Regions from separate parts of the Mus musculus genome. Here region 1 is linked to region 2. Evidence: chromatin contacts called from public targeted proximity ligation data. All regions are on one chromosome and are shown on one strand. The core of a region is the stretch at or near the end of the contact, and the rest is flanking DNA. Distances in the headings are between cores, read along the strand shown.

Region 1 (6,632 bases), core at 2,710-5,209, 57 kb after region 2:
ATATGGTCTCTCCATATAAGCCCTTCTCCATTGTGACCTTAATTTAACTTAACTAATTATATCTGTAATGACTCCATTAATAAAAGTCACATTTGCACATATTAAAAAACACAACTCAACCTATAATTTTGCTTCTAGCCCCTCCAAACTGATGTCCTTTCTATGTGCAAAACATATTCACCTCATCTCAACATCTTTTCTGATTTTAAGTTATTACAGCATCAATTCTGAGTCCAAACTCTCCCTAAATATCATACAGTCAAGAAGCACTAAATCCTTCTTGAAATCAATTGTAGGAAAGACTTATACTGTGGTTTAGTAGGGACCAAAATTTCTCTGTCCTCGTGGACTCATGAAGCCAGAAAGAAGTAATTCACAGCCAAGATCCAAAATGGAGCAGACAGGATATACTCCCAAAGTGGGAAATTTAAAAAGGAGGAGAAGCTCTCAGGGCCTATTCACACCCACAACCCAGTGGAGTTACAGTTTGGTAGATTTAAAGGCCTGAAAATAATTCTCAGTGTCTTGTCTCTGGGGAACTTGTTTGCCCTCCAGGACAGTGGCTCCACCCTACTAGCCCTCTGGGACGATGTTGTTATCTCGGCCTACACCGCATGGAAAATTAAAATATTTTACAACTCGAAATGTGTAAGCTTCCATCTCTTCATTTCCTAGTTTTCTTTCTTTATGTAGTTAATACATAACTTTTAAATGGTGGTTTTCATAATTTTATGCTTATGCATTTATTGCTGACTTACCTTTCTACATAACAAGAATATGTGGCTACTTAAATTATCTTTGAAATAGATAGCCGATTGAGTTGGTATTATTTAAGTTTCATTTTCACCAAACTGACTAATATGACCTCATCCTCTCAATATGTTGTAGGAACCGGAGGAGAAGAGCCCTGCTGTGAGACAGTGTATCCTAGAAATGACAGGGAAGCTGCACCCATGAAATCTCAATGACACAGCTGCCTAAAAAGGCCAGTAAAATGATGATGCCAGCTGACATGCCAGTAGAGGTGGAGGAAATTTCACAAGTCCAACTCCCAACAGGTGACCAGTGCTGAGAGAGGGAAAATCAAATCAATCAAATCAAATACTCAGTGATAGACTCCTGATAGGTCACCCAACGTCAAGTGGTCAGCCTTAAATACATATATGCATGAGTAACACTGAATGGACTCAATAGTTTACAAACAATAATGATTGCAGGAGAAGAGGTCATGAAGCTAAGAGAAAGGAGAGGAGGAGAGGTGGAATAGAATGAGGTAAATATACTGTACTCATGTATGAAATTCTCAAAAACTATTTTTTGGGGGGTCTGGATATGCACATCAGGTTTCCTCTATCTCAACTGTTTCTGCTACAAGCTGGTGATTTTTTTCTTTGTATAAATACTACGTGATTTTATTATAATACCATAATAATAACTTTTGGTATTTACTTCGGCAAGTTCTCTGGCCCTTCCCAACAATTATATGACTTCTAGGATTTCGTAGCAATTTCCAAACTAGTGTTCTTCTATCCATACGTATTTTAGAGCAATTTCATTGTGTGCCATTTGTAATATTTTTTTCAGTTCTATCTAACACTATTATTGAGTTATTATTAAAATTGGTACTTACATTTGACCAAATGTATTCAGTTCCTATTGATTCAAAAATTGGAAATTCATATCCAAGTAGAATTAAACCAAATATAGCCACGAAGATACTTATGATGTTTGTTATAATTGCAAACATATGCTGCAATAGATTAAAAAAATAAAAAGAAGTCATGGATAGAATAAACAGATTTAGAGCACTATTTACTGTGTGTGTATACATGGGGATTCTCTATCTTTCATCTCACCCTAGACATAGTAGGATTGCAGGTGTGGTCCTGTGTCTGACTTGCATTAGTTCTGGGAATTTTAGTTCAGGTCTTCATGATTGTGCAATGACCATTCTACCTACTTAGCCATCTCTCTAACTCTCTTGTCCGAAAAACAACTTGTAAAATCTAACATTTTGTAAGTGTATTAAGTGTGGTTACTATCAAAACTTCACTCCAAACTTGTCTAGAAGTTAGTAGCATAAAAAGTTTTTATTTTACAACACGTTTCACAGTACACGTGCTCGTCAGGATGTCATTATATACAGTGTCTGTAATGTGCTAAGCGTCAGAAGGTTACAACAGGGACTGGATAGATGACTCAGTGGTTAAAAGCATTGACTGCTCTTCCAGAGGATCCAGGATCAATTCTCAGTACCCACACAGCAGCTCACAACTGTCTGTAACTCCAGTGCCAGGGGATCTGGTGCCCTCTTCTGAGGACACTATATTCACATGATGCACAGATACATATGCAGACAAACCACCTCCATACACAAAAAAGAAACCTTAGAGTAATGATAATGGGGGAGAAAAGTTATATTCTGTTTGTTATGTAATGAATTTTAATAAATGCCATGATATCAACAGGTTTCAAGTTCAGGAATTTTCAGGCTTATTTGTGCCACTTCAGTATTTAAGTCCCAGTTTCCCTTGAAAAGCCACCAAACTCTTTTAAGGGACCCGAAGGACACTGTATGGACTATGAAGGAAGGTGTCTCATTGAGGAGGAGCTGAACCATGAGTTGTGGTCATGGGAAGAGGGAGTGATTTAACAGCAAATCAAAGCAAAGGACTTAAAGGGACACAGGAATTTCAAGTTGCGTAGCAGGAAGTTCTCTTCCTATTTTAAAGACTTTCTTCATTCATTTATTTCTTCTCCCATTTTCATGCTCGCATAAACAAGCATGTGTGTGTGTGTGTGTGTGTATACATACATGTACTTGTGCATGAATGTGTGCATGAGAAGGCCTGAGGTCCATCTTATTCACTGAGGCAGAGTCTCCCAGTCAAGCCCAGAATCCACTGATCTGGTTAGTCTTACTATCCAGCTTGTTTTGGGGATCCACTGCCTTCTGAGGATGCAATGGCAGGTGACCTTTATATGTGTTTCAGATATCTGGACTCTGCTCTCATGTTAGTTCAGCAAAGGGCTTTAACAAACCACCAAGTCATCTCCTTTGTGCCTTCCTTGTCAGTTTAAGTTTTAGTGAAATTAGTTTTAATTTTAAGCGTCTGCTATGAAAACCAGGAGGAAATCCCACTCTGTTCGATCCATGGGCGGCCATGGCTGGCCCAATGAAGCACTTCTTCTAAGGATGAAGAATCTAAATCCTATCGGGTGTGCCAGTGCACATCTTTAAACCCAGCACTGGGGAGGCTGAGGCAGGCAGATCTCTGAGTTCGAGGCCATCCTGGTCTGTAAGAGAATTTCAGGACAGCCATAGCTACACAGAGAAACCCTGTCTCAAAAAGCCAAACCAAACCAAACCAAACCAAACCAAACCAAACCAAACCAAACCAAACCAAACCAAACCAAACCAAACCATCTCTAAATCCTAACAGGCATCTATTATATTTACTCACTCCTTCCACTAAGAAGATATTTATAAAAAGTAGTAAGCTTATGTGAATATAAAAACACTGGAATGATGCCAGCTGCTTCCAGAGAAGGGACCAGGCTGGCTTTGCATAGAAAAGAAACGTAGGCTTTGCTCCTTAAGGTAGTATGGAGAGGAAGGGGGCTGGCAGAGGTGTTTAGGTTTACCAAAGGCTGCAGACTGTGGCTTGGAAATGACACTTAGACTCTATACACAACCATGCTTCAGGAAAAAGAAGCAACATGCTTGGTGAATTTTTTGAAAACCAGCCAAGGGGCCATATTTACTTCTATCTGCTACCATGGCTGTGCCACAACAAAACCAGCCTTCACACAGAAACAGAAACTGAATATGAGCTGGCACTGAGTCAGGAACTAGCAAAATCTCAAGAGGACTGTCAAGGTTTTGAGGTCAACTGTGTTAGTTACTGCTCTGGAAGTGCAACGCCAGATATTTAGCTCTGTGTACACATGCTTGCACAATACTTTGGGGTTACGAGCTTAGAACAAAGACTCGGAAGGAACATGATGTTAACAGTGACTGCTTAGGTGGTGGTAAAAAGGCAAGGAAACCAGACTCTGGTTCCCCACAATCATAGTTGGCAAACTTCTTCTCAGCAAAGTGGCCTCTGCTCTTTGGGGAAAAAAAACTTTAGCTGAAAGAGAGAGCAAAGTTTGTTTTAGACTTTCTCCGTGAAGTTCTGGCTGTTCTGGAACGTGGTCTGTAGAATAGAGTGGCCTTAAACCCACAGAGATCTGCCTACCACTGCCTCCTAAGTGTTGGGTTTACAGGCGTGTGAACGAAGTTTTTAGCTTGCTAGTGTTCTCCGTGTTTGCTCAGGTTAGTAAAGTACTTTGCTCAGGGTTGCACAGCTAACATGGGAACCTTCAGAACCAGAATCCATGTATGTGAGCTTCCAGAGTTGTGACTAACCATGATGGGCGAGCAGAAGTGGGCAGGGCACTGTGCCCCACTGGGGTGTTCTGATTGCTGCTGCTGCTTCTTCTTCTTCTTCTTCTTCTTCTTCTTCTTCTTCTTCTTCTTCTTCTTCTTCTTCTTCTTCTTCTTCTTCTTTTCTTCTTCTTCTTCTTCTTCTTCTTCTTCTTCTTCTTCTTCTTCTTCTTCTTCTTCTTCTTCTTCTTCTTCTTCTTCTTCTTCTTCTTCCTTCTTCCTTCTTCTTCTTCTTCTTCTTCTTCTTCTTCTTCTTCTTTTCTTCTTCTTCTTCTTCTTCTTCTTCTTCTTCTTCTTCTTCTTCTTCTTTCTTCTTCTTCTTCTTCTTCTTCTTCTTCTTCTTCTTCTTCCTTCTTCTTCTTCTTCTTCTTCTTCTTCTTCTTCTTCTTCTTCTTTTCTTCTTCTTCTTCTTTTCTTCTTCTTCTTCTTCTTCTTCTTCTTCTTCTTCTTCTTCTTCTTCTTCTTCTTCTTCTTCTTCTTCTTTTCTTCTTCTTCTTCTTCTTCTTCTTCTTCTTCTTCTTCTTCTTCTTTTTCTTCTTCTTCTCCTTCTCCTTCTTTCTACTTCTCCTTCTCCTCCTCCTCCTTCTTCTTCTCCTCCTCCTCCTCCTCTTCTTCTTCTTCTTCTTCTTCTTCTTCTTCTTCTTCTTCTTCTTCTTCTTCTTCTTCTTCTTCTTCTTCTTCTTCTTTTCTTCTTCTTCCTTCTTCTTCTTCTTCTTTTCTTCTTCTTCTCTTCTTCTTCTTCTTCCTTCTTCTTCTTCTTCTTCTTCTTCTTCTTTTTCTTCTTCTCCTTCTCCTTCTTTCTCCTTCTCCTTCTCCTCCTCCTCCTCCTCCTCCTCCTCCTCCTCCTTCTTCTTCTTCTTCTTCTTCTTTTTCTTCTTCTTCTCCTTCTCCTCCTCCTTCTTCTTTTCTTCTTCTTCTTCTTCTTCTTCTTCTTCTTCTTCTTCTTCTTCTTCTTCTTCTTCTTCTTCCTCTTCTTCTCCTTCTTCTTTTGTATTCTGATGATGTTCTATAGACCCACAGATGATAGTTCTCTTTCCATGGGTTATTTTTTCTCACCCTCTTTATTAACAGTCATATGTCATGTCCTCTCCCCTCCCCACTTTTCTTTGTCAACTTGACACCAGCTAGAATTATCTGGGGGAAAGAATCTCAAGTGAAAAATATGCTTTTGTCACATTTTCTGTAGGCAAGTCTCTGGATTAATGATTGATGTGGGTAGGACCAGATCACTTAAGGACAGGTAGTGCCACCCCTGAGCAGGTGGTCCTGGGTTGTATAAGGAAGTGGGCTGAGAAAATCACAAGAGACAAGCCAGTTAGCAGCATTCCTCCATGGTCTCTGCTTCAGTTCCTGCCTCTAGCTTCTTGTCTTGAGTTCTTCCACTGATAGAGTGTGTCCTAAAGAGTATAAGATGAAATAAACCCTTTCCTCTCCATGCTGCTTTTAGTCATGATGTTTCATCACAGCAATAGAAACCCGCCTAAGGCACTGACTAAATACCTTCAAACTTCCATAACTTTCTTTCTCAGCTTCAAGAGCTTTGTTTGGAGATTAATACCCCCCTTTAGATGCTTAGAAGCCACGTAGGGATTCATTCCATGGAAACTGTCACATCTGTCTCCTTATTTGCCCATTAAGCACTCCTTTTCCCACCCCCCAAAAAAGACACACTGAGGTGTGTTTTTAGAAAAATTCAGTGATTTTTTTTTTTCTGAGCATTTGGAAGAAGCTTTCTCACTCCCCCTTCCAAGTCTCAGAATCATCAATAGCTCTTCTTCTTTATGTCATAAAACATTTCTGTCTTTGGGGTTATGTCCAGCTTTCCCACATACCTGAAATACTGAAGAAATACCCTGAGTTATACTGCTGGATCCTGAGTTGATGAACTGTGGGAAGAAATTTGTGTTGAAACACCCACACTGTTTTATCCATCCCCTCAACAGATTCTATTCCTGATACTACTGTTTTTTTGGATGTCTAGACTATCCCTGAGTTTTAGGAAGAAAGGGGCATTGAAGTGAAAAAAAAAACTATCTTGGTTCTAAGGGATCCCCTAAATAAGTGGTTCTACTTTTTTCTGTTAGAGAGATGAAAAGATGTTTAAAAGTTGATGGTCATTCATGCGATCAACATGTAGGTGATGGGACTCAGGAATTTCTCAATAATTTTATGAGGGACAAATAGTGAATCCTCGGCCACACTT
Region 2 (6,325 bases), core at 1,388-3,887:
AGGAAGAAGCAGATGATGCACATCTAGAAGGAAGAGGACTTATTTTGGTCTCTAGTTTTGCTTCTTTAAAGACTGGATCTCTCCTGAACGACCCAGTGGGTGGCTTTTTCCACTTGAGGTTTCCAGTGTGTTTGTCATGACGACCTGGGTCTGGTATATATGTACCTAGGGAATATAGAGACAGCAAGGCTTAGTAATAAGGATGCAAAAAAGATGTGCAAACCTGTAGGATTCAGACACTGTGCGATTCCTCCTTACTCTAGGCAGGAAGCCAAAAACAGGAAGTCCCTTCTAGAGACCTACCCTCTTAGCAAACATATTTCCACCCACCAGAGAGCCCCAGCACTCACATCATTGGCTTGATGGCAGAAGACTTTAACGACGTTCTTAGAAGACTTATACGCCAGGTATTGTTGCATCAGGCAGATGATGAGCACACCACCAAAGATAAATATCAGAGGGATCTGGAAGCAGATCAGATGAATAGGACGTGAATACTGACCTGAAATGTCTGAGTTTGAACTGTGGCTTTGCAATAGACCATGTTTATGGCTTTGGTAATTCTCCCATTCTCTCTCAAGTTCATGGGTAAAAAGTCTCTCTGAGTCTTTGGGAGTCTCCAGGGTAGATGAAAAAGAATGGTTACTTTACTCCCTTTCAGCCAGTGCCTCAGGAAAGAAGAACCATTGCTGAGGTAAGCTCCTTGGTATTTCCTCAGAGAGAGGCAGGAAGCCTTAAGGGTGTGTTTTGTACTGGGAGAAGGAAAAGGCTGGGAGCCTGTTACCTTCCAGAAAGAGACTGCCCACAGTCTGACTACTTTGCAGAAGGGTCTGGAGCTGAGGCAGTGAAGGTGAGTAAGACCACAACTTGATTAGGAAAAACACCCATGGAAGGAGTTACAGAGACAAAGTTTGGAGCTGAGACAAAAGGATGGACCATCTAGAGACTGCCATACCCGGGGATCCATCCCATAATCAGCTTCCAAATGTTGACACCATTGTACACACTAGCAAGATTTTGCTGAAAGGACCCAGATGTAGCTGTCTCTTGTGAGGCTATGCCGGGGCCTAGCAAACACAGAAGTGGATGCTCACAGTCAGCTATTGGATGGATCACAGGGCTCCCAATGGAGGAGCTAGAGAAAGTACCCAAGGAGCTAAAGAGGTCTGCAACCCTATAGGTGGAACAACAATATGAACTAACCAGTACCCCCCCCCGGAGCTCATGTCTCTAGCTGCATATGCATCAGAAGATGGCCTAGTCGGCCATCAGTAGAAAGAGAGGCCCATTGGTCTTGCAAACTTCATATGCCTCAGTGCAGGGGAACGCCAGGGCCAAGAAGAGGGAGTGGGTGGGTAGGGGAGTGTGGGGGGGAGGGTATGGGGGACTTTTGGAATAGCATTGGAAGTGTAAATGAAGAAAATACCTAATTAAAATAAAATAAAAATTAAAAAAAAAAAAAAGAAATTCTTCGCTTTGCATACCTCTGGCTCTTTATTTAAACTCCATGTTAGAAACTGAGTGATAAGCCCAGGTGGGGCCAAGTCACTGGACCCCTTTGCTCTGCTTCTCAATGAAGTCACAATGAATTCATTTTTTTCTACCTTCCACTCTTATTTGTTTAGTTGGCCCATTAAGGACTGGGTAGATGAATCTGGATTGCTTGAGCCTGGACTCTGACCCTGACAATTCTAGGTGCAGTCTGGAGCAAAACAGAGAGGCTCCTCTGGGTAAGAGTAGGATGTGAGGTCATGGACAAGAACAGTCAGAAAAGTGAGATGGTTAAAGGCTAGAGGGGGAAGGCAAAGCTAACATGGAGAGAGCAGGGCCTGTATCAAATGTTTTTTTCTAGGGCAGAGGAAGATTCTAACTACATACAGGGTGCCTCATCTTCAGAAGAGGGTACAGACTCCTGCCATTGTTCTGAGCTTTTAGAGAAAGCTAGATCATTAAAAAGTCTGCTGGGCTGGAACAGAGCTATTTTAAAAGGGGAAGGAATTAAGGCCTCTGCACGTTGAGAAAAAGTCAGTGAAGTGATCCACAACTGAGGAGAAAATCAGAAAGAACTTACACAGGAGGACCCAGGAGAAACTTACGCTTAAGTCCTTTGCTTTGTCCTTTCCAGATATTTCCGTGTGCGTGTGTGTGTGTGTGTGTGTGTGTGTGTGTGTGTGTGTGTATTTCCCGCAGCGCCTGGCTGGCCCTTCATATGCCTACCTAGTGCTGTCTCCTCTCTACATCCCAGGCTTAGAATTGAGTTCTGTGGTGTCAGACAGGAGATACCCACCCCACAAGAACTATATCTTCCTGGAAAAACAGACTTAGAAATAATAACAAACTAAATGCAAGCTTTCAAAGACAGAAGGTGACACTCATTCTCTCCAGTAAGCTGGGATGAGGCCTTCCATGGGCCTTCTTACCCACTATAGATTTCCCCTTACAGATCAAGAGGTACTTACGGGAGACATCTTGCAGCTCAGGTTGTCTGCTAGACTCCTGCTGATCTTCTCTTTGGTTTTTTATATAAAGTTTGAGAATGTCAGTTTCACTTTCCCTTTGAATTGCTTTGGGGCACTATTTGCTAAACAGGAGTGGACTGAAAAACCCCGAGTCTGAGAGAAGTTTACACAATTAGTTGGCCTATCCCACAAACAAACAGGAAGATCTGCAAACACAGCCCAAGAGCCTTTTCCCACTTGGGAAATTCCTTGCTTGGAACACAGTACAGTGTTGCCTGAGACAACTGCTTCATCCTTGGCTATGGAAATAAGCAGACATAATATGATATTTCAATGATTTAAAGCAAATGCTGATTTTTTTTTTTTTTTTTTTTTGGTAAGAGTAACACAAGTACATGGGTCAGTGGATATTCTTCAGGGCTCTCTAGGATGTGGTTTCAGGCAGGACACAGGATTACACTCAAGCGTGTATCTCCTGTGTTTGCATTTTCATCGTGGGTTGTAGGTTAAAGAATTAGCAGATGTGAATACAAGGAGAGTTCACTATTATACTGCCAGAAGCCAGAGGCTAGGAGAAGCCTGGAGGAGACTCTCCTCCCAGTCCTCCTGAAGGATGGAGCCTTGCTGACACCCTGAACTCAGACTTCCTGCCTCCAGAACCAAGGGACAATAGGTTTAATGAGCTCTCCTGTTGGTGCCACCTTGTTATCGTTGCTAAAAAGCCCATAGAGTGTCTGTGAAAGATCTTGTGTAGTGACAGGGAAGCAGTCACTGCTGGCACAGCCAGCTGACTGGTCAGATTGGGAGTAATAGAGGTGACATGGAAATATAAGGAAGAGGAGGCAATCCCCAGCAGAGACAGAAGGCCCCGCTCTCCATAGGGTGTGGTCCTTTGAGTGAGACCCCCCCACCTCATAAATTAAAAGCTTGGTTCCTGGTTGGGAACTGTTTGGGAAGAATTAGGGGGTGTAGCTTTGCTGGAGGAGGTGTGTCCCACTGTGCACATTCTCTCTCTTATTCCCTCTCTCCCTTCCCCCGATCCCCTCTCTTCTTCCTCCGCAGGAAGTACACTCTTAACTACCGCTCCAGTGCCATGCCGGCCTGCTTGATGCCCTGCTTCCCATTATGATGATTGCAGACTGTAACTCTCTGAAACTGTGGGCCTCCAAATTAATTAATTAATAAATAAGTTAATTAATTAAAATCAGTGGCCTTGGTCATATGTCTCTTCAGAGCAATAAAAAACAAAACAAAACACAACAATGAAGATAGGTGGAGGTTATCAAGTTGACTGGCAGGTCAAGAGAGCTGTCACTCAACATTGATCTTGGTCCCTTGCCTCTGAGGAGGAGGAGTGAAGGGCTTTTAGACTGGGTTGTGAGGCTCCAGAATGGAGACCCATTCTCTGTGTCCTAGGGCTCTGAGAGGGTGAGTGTATTCTAACTCAAGGAACTCGGGACATCTTTGCACTTGGAGGAAATCAACTAAAGACTCTGAAAGAGCTTATAAGGATTCCGTTTTTTGATATTTACCACTGAATAAATGAAAGCAGAGATGACTAAGATGTATTTGTTAGTTGTTAGGCTAAAGCTATACATTTCATGTCAGCAGAAATAAGCATCTTTAGTGAAAAAAAAAAACCCTATTTTCCAAAATAAAAATTTAGTAAGAAGAGAATTAGTTTTTAGCAGTTGTGAGGGTGGGGAGGCGAAATATTTTTGCCTCCCCCAACACTAGGTTCACAAGTGAAGCCAGTGTAAAAAAAGACAGAACAAGAGAAAAGTATGCATATCTATACACTGTGATCTCCCCTCCCCTCTCTTTTATTTAAAAGAAAAATTTTGGAAGTACTTTGATTAAAAGACATTATTGCAAGCGTCACTGAAGAGCATTGTATTCTGTTTTAAATTTATTTTATTTTTCATACATGAATACTATATTTATATCATTTCTACCTTGTGCCCTCCAATTCCTTTGAAGTTCCCCACACTCCCTCTCAGGTTCATGACCCTGTTCTCTATAATTGTTACTCTCCTATGTAAGTAAATGTGGGTATTTCTGTGCTTGATTTATTGAAAATGTGAATAGTCATGAACTGGACTTAAAAAAAATTGATCTGGAGGCTGGAGAGATGGCTCAGTGGATAAAGGGTTTGGCTCCTCTTCCAGACTACCTGGGTTCAATTCCTAGCACCCACATGGTGACTCATAACCTGCTGGGGTCTAGCCTCTACACAGGATCAGGGGTCTCAGCTGGAAGCAGGGATATCTGGAAGGTGCATAATGAACACACAGGTAACATTTTCGGGTACAACCTAATGAGCAAGTCTCAAAGCTTGATCTCTCTGTCTCTGTCTCTCTCTCTCTCTTTCTCTCTCTCTCTCACATACTGCACTCTCCACTCTTCACACTCCCACACACCTCACACCTCTAATTTGCCCCAGTCTTTTATTGTTACTCCAAAAAGCAGGTAGAGAGACATTGTATAATCATTACCAGATGTATGAAGTTCAAAAGAATGACCACATCTCACAAAGAATTAAGAATTATGATTGTTCCTCAAAGTTCGAAGCTTTCCCTATTCTCAGCCCTATGGCCAAATAATAATTGCAAACTTATATTATTTAAACTTTAACTATTGACTTATACTTCAGAGCTCAAAGCTCTGAGGTTAGCTACGTGTGGTTTTCCCGTGAAGCTCTAACAATAAACAAGGGCAAAGGTGTCAGGCAGTGGTTAGAAAGAAACAGGCTAACCTTTAACTCTGCAGTTTCGCTAGCTTCTGCTTCTGCACATTGCACACAATGACTCAATAGATTTTTTGTTTCTGAACTAAAGTATCCTGTGTTCGTGTTCCTTTAGTCCACTTTTCCCTTATCCCATGACAGTGTCTCTTACACTAATAATTTTCATAGTTCCAGTAAATTCCTTCACTCTCTGGTGATGAACTCTGTATGACTTTAGCAGTACATGGCTCTGTTTCATTTTCTAATAATTTTTTCAAACGTTGCAAGTCAAACATTAATCTGAAACTACAATTGTGCAATTATTACATTGTTCCAAAAATGAGAGCGCACAGCATGCATGTGGGCCATTAGGACTGTGCTGGGCTATGCCCTATGCCTCAATTTTTGGTTGTTTAAGAATCATTACATTTGGCCAGTCCAGGGCCACCATGGGCATAAACTCAGAGGATGCTCCTACATTCCCCAGAGGATTCTCCACGCTGCAGGTGCCTTAGCATACCCAGGATCTTAGGATCACTGGTGAGTCCAACACAACATCTGTTCCAAGGCAACTGTGAGGGGTCTGTGCCAGCAGGAGCAGGGACACAGGAAATCTGCCTGACCAGTGGCTCAGTTGGTGCTGGTCTACCTTGGTTTCAAACACAGCAGACAGTCCCATGGTTCCCCAGAGGAGGTACCACTTCCAAGCACTTAACATGCCCAGGATCTTAGGATTCCAGGATCTCAGGATCCCAGGAGCTTGGTCACACCAGGATCTCAGGGTCTCAGAGGAAGCTTGACTGCCTAGAACTCTGATACACCCAGAATCTCAGGTTCACAGGATCCCAGAATCCCAGGATCCCAGAGAAAGCTGGACTCTGAGGACTTCTGAATAAACTGGGATTACAGGAAGGACAGGCTCCAATCAGATATACTGAGGGCAGCGAGCACTAGAGATAATCAGGTGGCAGGAGGCAAGCAAGAGAACAGAAGCAATAGAAACCAAGGTTACTTGTCATCATCAGAATTAAACTCTCCTACCTCAGCAAGTCCTGGATACACCATCACACCAGAAAAGCAAGATATGGATCTAAAGTCACTTCTCATAATGATGATGGAGGACTATAAGAAGGAAATAAAT

What was found.
Region 1: a contact with region 2 is called in a targeted proximity ligation map of memory CD8 T cells, with 512 read pairs. A contact is called at or near these places in 1 of 39 promoter capture datasets (liver), 22 of 484 Hi-C or Micro-C datasets (CD8 T cells, CD8 central memory T cells, ECoMG-derived neutrophils and 16 more), 13 of 130 datasets of targeted methods (CD8 T cells, the SCID.adh cell line, bone marrow-derived dendritic cells and 7 more) and 4 of 9 other capture datasets (adipose tissue, bone marrow-derived macrophages, liver and 1 more).

What each region holds. Positions count from the first base shown.
Region 1 is chr19:11,104,047-11,110,678 of GRCm38.p6, forward strand. It overlaps Ms4a20 (membrane-spanning 4-domains, subfamily A, member 20), which reads right to left. Exons shown (of 7, transcript NM_027058.1): 4 at 6,262-6,315; 5 at 1,631-1,750. Among named protein-coding and RNA genes, the nearest start is that of Ms4a20, 24 kb to the right of the region's middle.
Region 2 is chr19:11,047,929-11,054,253 of GRCm38.p6, forward strand. It overlaps AW112010 (expressed sequence AW112010), which reads right to left and starts at 2,638. Exons shown (of 3, transcript NR_102366.1): 1 at 2,460-2,638; 2 at 351-464; 3 at 1-165.